Regions from separate parts of the Macaca mulatta genome. Here region 2 is linked to region 1. A link is a contact called in public Hi-C data. All regions are on one chromosome and are shown on one strand. The core of a region is the stretch at or near the end of the contact, and the rest is flanking DNA. Distances in the headings are between cores, read along the strand shown.

Region 1 (4,020 bases), core at 624-3,123:
ATCCATTACATAGATGGGGAAACGGAAGCTTGAAAAGCTAAGTAACTTGCCTTAAGTGAAGCTGCTAACAGACTGCACAGGATTCAATTCTAAAGCTCGTGCTCAAACTCTATGCTATGCTGCATTCTTCTTTTTCTACTCTACCGAAGAGTCACTTGGAAACATCTCCGGACTCTGCGGAGATGCTAGAGCCAATATAATAGTTACAAATGAGGGCAATATTTCCTTATATTTATACCCTCACAGTTTGTAAGTCCTTTTATCAACATATTCTCATTTCATACTTCCATCTTGGTCACTTCTAGCGTTGTGACACTGGCCAAGTCACTCAGCTGCTTTGAACCTCAGCTGCTCCATATGTAAAAATCGTAAAGACAACACAGCTGTTAAGAGCTTAGACTCTGGCACCAGACTACCTGAGTTCCAGATTCTGTCACTTACCAGCTGTGTGCCCTTGGGTAAGCTGCTTAACCTCTCTGTGCCTCTGCTCCATCTATAAAATGGGAAGACTAATAATCGTACTTTCCTCGGAGTTGTTATAAAGATTATACGAATAACTGTGGAGAACCTGGCATAAAGTAAGCACTATGCGTTTTTTTTAATGTAAGTAGTTTGGCCGGGCGCAGTGGCTCACGCCTGCAATCTCACCACTCTGGGAAGCCAAGATGGGCGGATCATCTGAGGTCAAGTTCGAGACCAGCCTGGCCAACATGGTGAAACCCTGTCTCTACTAAAAATACAAAAATTAGCCAGGTGTGGTGGCGCGCACCTGTAATCCCTGCTACGCAGGAAGCTGAGGTAGGAGAATCGCTTAAACCTGGGAGGCGGAGGTTGCAGTGAGCAGATATTGAGCCACTTGCGCCACTGCACTCCAGCCTGGTGACAGAGTGAGACGCTGTCTAAAAAAAACAAAAAACAAACAAAAACAAGCAAGGATTACTGTGAAATCAGTATGTTAATGTAAAATATTACTTGTGGGTTTAGAAGACAAAGTGGTTCCTTTTACAGGAAAAGGCAAAACGGCCCAAGGGAGCGTGAGAGCCGTGGATCTGACCAATCAGGTTTAATGTCCCGGCACAGCCGTCTCCCGCTGTGGCTTCCTCACCACACAAGGTCACACCTCCTCCGAAGCGTCGGGGAGGCTCACACATCACTATCGTGCCGGACACACAGCAGGCGCCGGCTCCAGCCCTCCTGCTCCCGCCCGCGGAGCCTCCAGCGCTCAGCCAAGGTCACCGCGAGCTGAACCGATCCCAAGGCCCGCACCAAACCCACACGCACTTGGGGGCGGCGCACCCGCAGGCGCGGCTCCCGGCGCGTGGCCCCGTCTCCTCCACATGCAGATGAAAAACACGGCCCAAACGACCTCATGGTGGAAATCAGAAAACGCACAGGGAAAACAGGGACGCGGACACCTCCGGGAAGCGCAGGGGCTGACGAGCAGCCTGGCCGAGGCCGTCCTGACCAGCGCTCTCCCGCGGGAGTAGCGTTTCCGAGGCCGCGGGCGAGTCAGGGGGAGGGAGGGCACATCGGGCCCCCGGCAAGAGCTAGACGCACTCGGGCGCGACGACTGTCCAGGCAGTTTCCAGGAGGCGGGGATGCCAGCCCGGCCGTCCCTCCTTCCCCGCGGCTCCCCGCCCCGCCTCCGGCCCTGAGTGGCGACTGGCTCGGCCGGAACCCGGACGTCCTCACCTGAGCTGGGCCCACAGCATAGCTCCTGCGGGAGGGGCGGCCCAGAAGCCCCGCAGCCGCGCGCGCCGCCCGCCAGCAAAGCCAGCGCGCTGCGCCGAGCGAAGCCACACAGCCCCACGCAGCCATCCGGCCGTCGCCGCGCGCACGTGCACAGCGTACCGCCCGCCCGCGAGTCCGCCCGCCGCGCAGCCAATCAGCGGTCGGCGCGCGCGGCATCACGGGAGTTGTAGTCCTGTAAGCGCGCGGAGCCAGTCGGCGCCTACGGAACTCGACCCTCTGGCCACACAGGGGCTACGTTGTAAGGAAGTGCGAGGTCCCGCCGCTTCCTAGACCGAGATCGCGGTGAGCGGGCCTCGGCGCACGGTGGGCACGGCCTGGGCGGGGGCGCCTGCACTGTCGCCCCGCGCCTGCGGATCCCGGGAACACGCGCGGCAGGCCCCAGACCGACCTCCCTCAGCTTCGCGGACTGTCTGGGCCGGGAGTCTCAACCTTGACTTCAGGGACCGGTCGCTGGGGCAGACCCTTAGTGGTGTTCAGGCCCTCTGGGCCCGTGTCAGTCAAGGGACGGTCGTCGCGCGCCAATTGTTAAGTCTTTAAGTGTGCAAACCCGCTGACGCCCTCCCCGCGGATAGGGAGACTGCGCACCTGAGCCCGCCCCCACGCGCGCACTGCGGAGAGGTAGAGGCAGGAATGTAATACACGATACAAAATAACTACTCCAGAGAGGGCCGGATGACTAAATCGGCAAACACTTAGGGAACACAACTGTGTCCGCTGCGCGGCTCCCGCAGTAGACACAAGGGTGAATGAGCAAAGAATGGACTTCGGTCACTGAGAGAGGAAGCCGACTCCGTCCATGGAGGCCCCTAGCAGAGCTGGATCTGGTAGTCCCCGGTCATGAGGGGAGATTCTGCTGGAGAAAGAGAAGTCTCCATTCCCACCCTTTGAAATGTGTAGGATGCCCTCAGATTCTTTGGCCCGTTCATAGGTATAGCTACACTAAAAACGCGGGAGCCTACAATGTATTTAGGACTAGCAGAGAGGCAGGGAGTTGAGGGTATGGACAGAGACTGTACTACCCCACAAGTTAGCAGGCCAGGGTGCCGTGGCTCACCCCTGTAATCCCAGCACTTTGGAAGGTCAAGGTGGGAGGAACGCTTGAATCCAGGAGTTCCAGATCACCCCTGGGCAACATAGGGAGACCCCTTCTCTATTTTAAAAATAATAAAATAGGGCCAGGCACGGTGGCTCACACCTGTAATCCCAGCACTTTGGGAGGCTGAGGCGGGTGGATCATGATGTCAGGAGTTCAAGACCAGCCTGGCCAACATAGTGAAACCCCGTCTCTACTAAAAATACAAAAAATTGGCCGGGCATGGTGGCTCACGCCTGTAATCCCAGCACTTTGGGAGGCCGGAGCAGGCAGCTCACCTGAGGTCAGGCGTTCGAGACCAGCCTGATCAACGTGGAGAAACCTTGTCTCTACTAAAACTACAAAATTAACCGGGCGTGGTGGCACATGCCTGTAATCCCAGCTATTTGGGAGGCTGAGGCAGGAGAATCGCTGGAGCCCAGGAGGTGAAGATTGCGGTGAGCCGAGATCGCGCTACTGCATGCCAGCATGCCAGCCTGGGTGACAGAGCGGGACTCCGTCTCAAAAAAAAAAAAAAAAAAAATACAGCCGGGCGCAGTGGCTCAAGCCTGTAATCCCAGCACTTTGGGAGGCCCAGGCGGGCGGATCACGAGGTCAGGAGAGCGAGACCATGCTGGCAAACACGGTGAAACCTCGTCTCTACTAAAAAATACAAAAAACTAGCCGGGCGAGGTGGCGGGCGCCTGTGGTCCCAGCTACTCCGGAGGCTGAGGCAGGAGAATGGCGTAAACCCGGGAGGCGGTGAGCTGAGATCCGGCCACTGCACTCCAGCCTGGGCGGCAGAGCCAGACTCCGTCTCAAAAAAAAAAAAAAAAAAAAAATCTTAATTCAGTTCAACTACAGTTGATCAGAATTTAGAAGACTAACTTAAGTCAGTCAAACTCACAATAGCCCAACCCTTAAATCCTGCCAGGGGACATAGCCCTCTAGGATTGCAATGTTCCTAATCCCTTCCTTCTATTAAACTACCTAGAAACTGATTTAGTCATTAGAAATTTATTGGTATGATGTCTTTTAAATATGCCCACAGTTTTTTTGACAATCGGCTCCTTAAAAGTTTAGCCAAGCGCAGTGGCTCACACCTGCAATCCCAGCACTTTGGGAGGCCAAGGTAGGTGGATCACCTGAGGTCAGGAGTTCAAGACCAGCCTGGCCAACATGGTGAAACCCTGTCT
Region 2 (3,833 bases), core at 37-2,536, 77 kb before region 1:
CGGGCGGGGCTCATGGAGATGTCGCTGGGGGTCAGCGGGTGCTTCGGGCAGCGAAAAAACCCACCTCTCGAGGGCAGTGGAAAATACAGGGAAAAGTTACGTGAGTGTAGACTCCGTGCGTGTCAAGGCCAGGCAGAGGCGCACTTGATAGGCAAGGAAAAGCGGACTGTGGTGGGCTTGGGAGGAAGGGAGGAGAGGCGAATGGGCCGGAGCGTGTGGATGAACTACGGCAGGACGGGCTCGAGCTCGAGGCAGGAACCTCGGGCTCGAGCTCGAGGCAGGGGCAGCGCGGGCCAGCTTGGGAGGGTCCTCGAGGGTGCGGGGAGGAGTGGACACAGGCTGCACGCGTGCTAAGAAGGAAACTCATGAAATGTATAATTCGCTGGCGACAGCTTCCGCAGCCGTGGAGCGACCCTCTGGGGAGTAACGACTCTCTTAGGCGCGGCTAGGACACAGAGTCGCACAGACCAGGTAACTGCCTGCCCTCCAGGAACTCAGTGTCCCTGAGTCCGAGCCAGGAGGCTGGAAATGACTGCTGTCCCCTCCTCCCTGGAGCCCGGAGCTGTCCTTGTCTTGAGAAAGAGAAAGCAAAGCCCGGGAAAGCAGAGCGAGCAGGACCAGGCAAAGGGGTGGGGACAATAAAATGGGATAGGGCCTGCGGTTCCAGCTACTCAGGAGGCAGAGGCAGGAGGATCGCTTGAGTCCGGGAGGCCGAGGCTGCAGTGAGCTGTGGTTGCACCACTGCACTCCAGCCTGGGAGACAAAGGGAGGCCCTGTCTAAAAATAAAATAAAATATAAAAATAAAAGGGACAGAGACTAAGAAAACGGACTTCCTGGAATCCCAAGTTAGGATTTGACGTCCAATGACCCAGGAGAGAAACAAGAAGTCTGAACAGGACCAAGAATCGAGTGAGTGAGGGCGGAGGATTAAAATCGACAGTTGCTGCTGCACGGCCAGGGTGGAGGGTGCGTGTGGGGGCAGAAGAGGCTCCAGCTGGAGTTAACGCTAGCCCGACGCGGGTGCAACTAGGGGCGCGACGGGCCAGGCCCAGGAGCAGCGGGAGGAGCGCACCTGGGGCGGCGGGCGGAGGAGGGCAGGGGACGGACGCCGGGAGGACGGAGCAGAGGCCCGATAAGAGAGGCGCAGGGAGGAACGTGGGGAGGGCCCCGTCTCACCCTAAACCCCTCCCCGTCTCACCCTAAACCCCTCCCCGTCTCACCCTAAACCCCTCCCCGTCCCAGCCTAAACTCCTCCCTTCGGCCCGGCCCGCCCCTGGGCCCGGCCTGGAAGCCGGAAGCGAGCTGAGTGGAGCCTACTTGAACTCCACCACGGAAAGGAAAGCCCCCGAACGTTGGCTCGCTGCGTCCCCATCCGGGGCCGAGCCCTCCGCGACGCCACCGGGGCCATGGGGGCCGCACGCAGCCCGCCGCGCGCTGTCCCGGGGCCCCCGCTGGGACTGCTCCTGCTGCTCCTGGGCGTGCTGGCCCCGGGTGGCGCCTCCCTGCGACTGCTGGACCACCCGGCGCTGGTCTGCTCCCAGCCGGTGAGACTCGACGGGGGGAGCGGCCGCCGCCAGGATGCTGCGGGCGCCGGGCAAGATCGCGGAGGGCTGGACGGCCGCACGGCCGGGACTATGCGTCCGGGCTAGGGAGGCAGGAAGTCCGCGCCGCGGGCTCGGAGGGGCTAAGAAACTTGGGTACAGATATCGCGGCGCCTGTGGAGGACCCTCGGTGTGGAATGGGGGTAGAGGGGGGTGGCACATCGCGCGGCGCGTGTGGCACAACCTGGCCCGCCATCGTGGCTGGAGACGGGAGTGACACTTTCGCCCGGGCCGCGGAGTTCGGGGAAGGAGGCCGCGGCGCGGGGCCAGGCCGGAGAGGCGGGCAGGGCTGGTAGAAAGGGACTGTGGGGAAGGGGCCCGGGGAGGAGCCAGGACGGGTCGGGACCCAGCTCCACGCCGTGCGTCCCCACGTCCCCCGGCGGGGCACGGTCGGCCCTCGGGAGGCCCATGGCGCTCTCGGGAGCTTCCCTCAAGCCGTGCCCTTCATGCCGCCGACGGAGCCGGGCGAGCCCACGTCGTGCGTGCGGAAGGTGGAAGCCCTCGCCCGCGCCCCGCAGAGGGACCCTGCTGTCGTAGAGCTATGGCCTGCGGGGGCCGGAGCGCTGAGACGCGGCACCAGGTTTCGGGGAGAGCTCTGCCGAGGGCGGCTGAGGGCCACCTCCCCAGAGGCGCGAAGCCCGGAGGAGGAGCAGATGGTTCTTAAGACGGCGCTCTTCCCGCCTCTCCCACCCCCTACTACCACCACCTGGGTCTGGGAACCCGGTGAGCGCGCAGTGGGAGGATCAAACGTTTATAGCTGTCAAGTCGTAGCCCCGCTGCGCCCCCAGGAAGTGACCCACCCGCCTGCCAGGTAGTGGCCTTTCTGTGAGCCAGGACCATCTAAAGGGAAAAAAAAGAAAAAACAGCAAAACGCTGTGCCCCTCCACAATATACTCTCCTCTTCCCCGCATCCCCAAGGGGATCTTTCCTCCCCTCCACTGCCACCGCTGACCCCAAGGAATAATGCTCAGTATCTGAGTCAGAGGATGTAAAACAAAGGGATATTTCTCCTTATCTAATTTTGTGGAGGATTTACCAAAAGAGGGTGGAGGGTGAGTGACTATTTCACAGGAAAAAAAAAAAAAAAAGATGTTTTTAATGTGAATGATGTTGAGAAATGTTCTGTGACTTCCACTACTGGGCGAAGCAGGTCCCTCTGCCCTGCTGGTCCCTCCTGCAGGCTGTGTATGAAGCGTTCTGATACGGAGGGTTGGTGCGCCTGGGTTGACAGCCATTCTTCAGGTGCCCGCAGAGTACAGGGCGCCATACTGGGAGCTGGAACTATAAATAAATACTCTGGAGACCCTAATATCCAGGGACCTAACCCATCTCGGGGAGGAACGAGGCTTGAAGTTAGGGAACTGTCTAGCAAAACTACTTGCACAACTGGTATGTGTACGGAATTCCAGGAAAAAGAAAAATTCCTTCCAGTTGGGGTGTCCGTCATGGAAAAGGCATTTGGGCATCCCTGTGGGGGTAGCAGGAGCATTCCAGGTGGTGGAAAGGGCCTGAGCCAAGGTCCTTAGGTGGGACAGGATACGGTGTGTGGCGGGAATGGAGGGTCTGTGTAATAGGACAGTGAGAAAAGATGCGAGAAGTGGGGATGGGACTCCCCTGTGTGTGGCGTGGGAGCTGAGCTCTGACGTTCACTGCACAGTGAAGCAACTGCAAGTCAGGAGCAGAAGCACAGCCTGGCTCCAGGGAGGGCTGGAGAGAGACGCTTGCTGTTCGTATTTATCTGCAGTCTCTCGTTCTCTTCCTTCCTCTCACTGTTCTGTATATACCTGTCTCACAGACAGCTCATCTCCAGAGAGAGAGAGACAGCTCTGGGCTCCACTGACTAGTTCTTTTAAAAAGAAAGAAAACACACCCTTCAAATTTCTCTCCCTCACTGGTGTTTTAGTGGATGCAATGAGGGAGGGAAGGCCACAGAGGTGGCCAGAGGACCTGGATTTGCAGACAGCGTCGCACTTACTGTCTCTGCAGTCTTGGGCCTTGAGGCTGCCTCGCCCTGGATTCCCTCATTTCCACAAAGGCAGGACTGGGTGAGCCTTCTCAAAGGAAGTCCATGCCACTTTCCAGAATGTAAGTGTCTGTCCAAAGCCAGTTCGATTTAACTCTCCATGACTATCCTCAGACAGGGAGGAGGCTTCTGCACACCTGTCCTGTTCCTAGCTCAGTGCTGGAGCACAGGATGCGGGGGCTTGATATGTATGTATTGACTGAACAAA

Evidence for each region. A called contact is a pair of places that touch in the nucleus more often than the background predicts.
Region 2: a Hi-C map of liver shows a contact between it and region 1, with 2.0 times the contacts expected there. The contact joins the promoter of IL17RA here to the promoter of HDHD5 in region 1. A contact is called at or near these places in 4 of 14 Hi-C or Micro-C datasets (CD4 T cells, blood, cortical neurons and 1 more).

What each region holds. Positions count from the first base shown.
Region 1 is chr10:34,949,487-34,953,506 of T2T-MMU8v2.0, reverse strand. HDHD5 (haloacid dehalogenase like hydrolase domain containing 5) reads right to left here and starts at 1,873. Exons shown (of 8, transcript NM_001194230.1): 1 at 1,693-1,873. The coding sequence starts at 1,818.
Region 2 is chr10:35,026,338-35,030,170 of T2T-MMU8v2.0, reverse strand. IL17RA (interleukin 17 receptor A) reads left to right here and starts at 1,286. Exons shown (of 12, transcript XM_077950999.1): 1 at 1,286-1,545. The coding sequence starts at 1,408.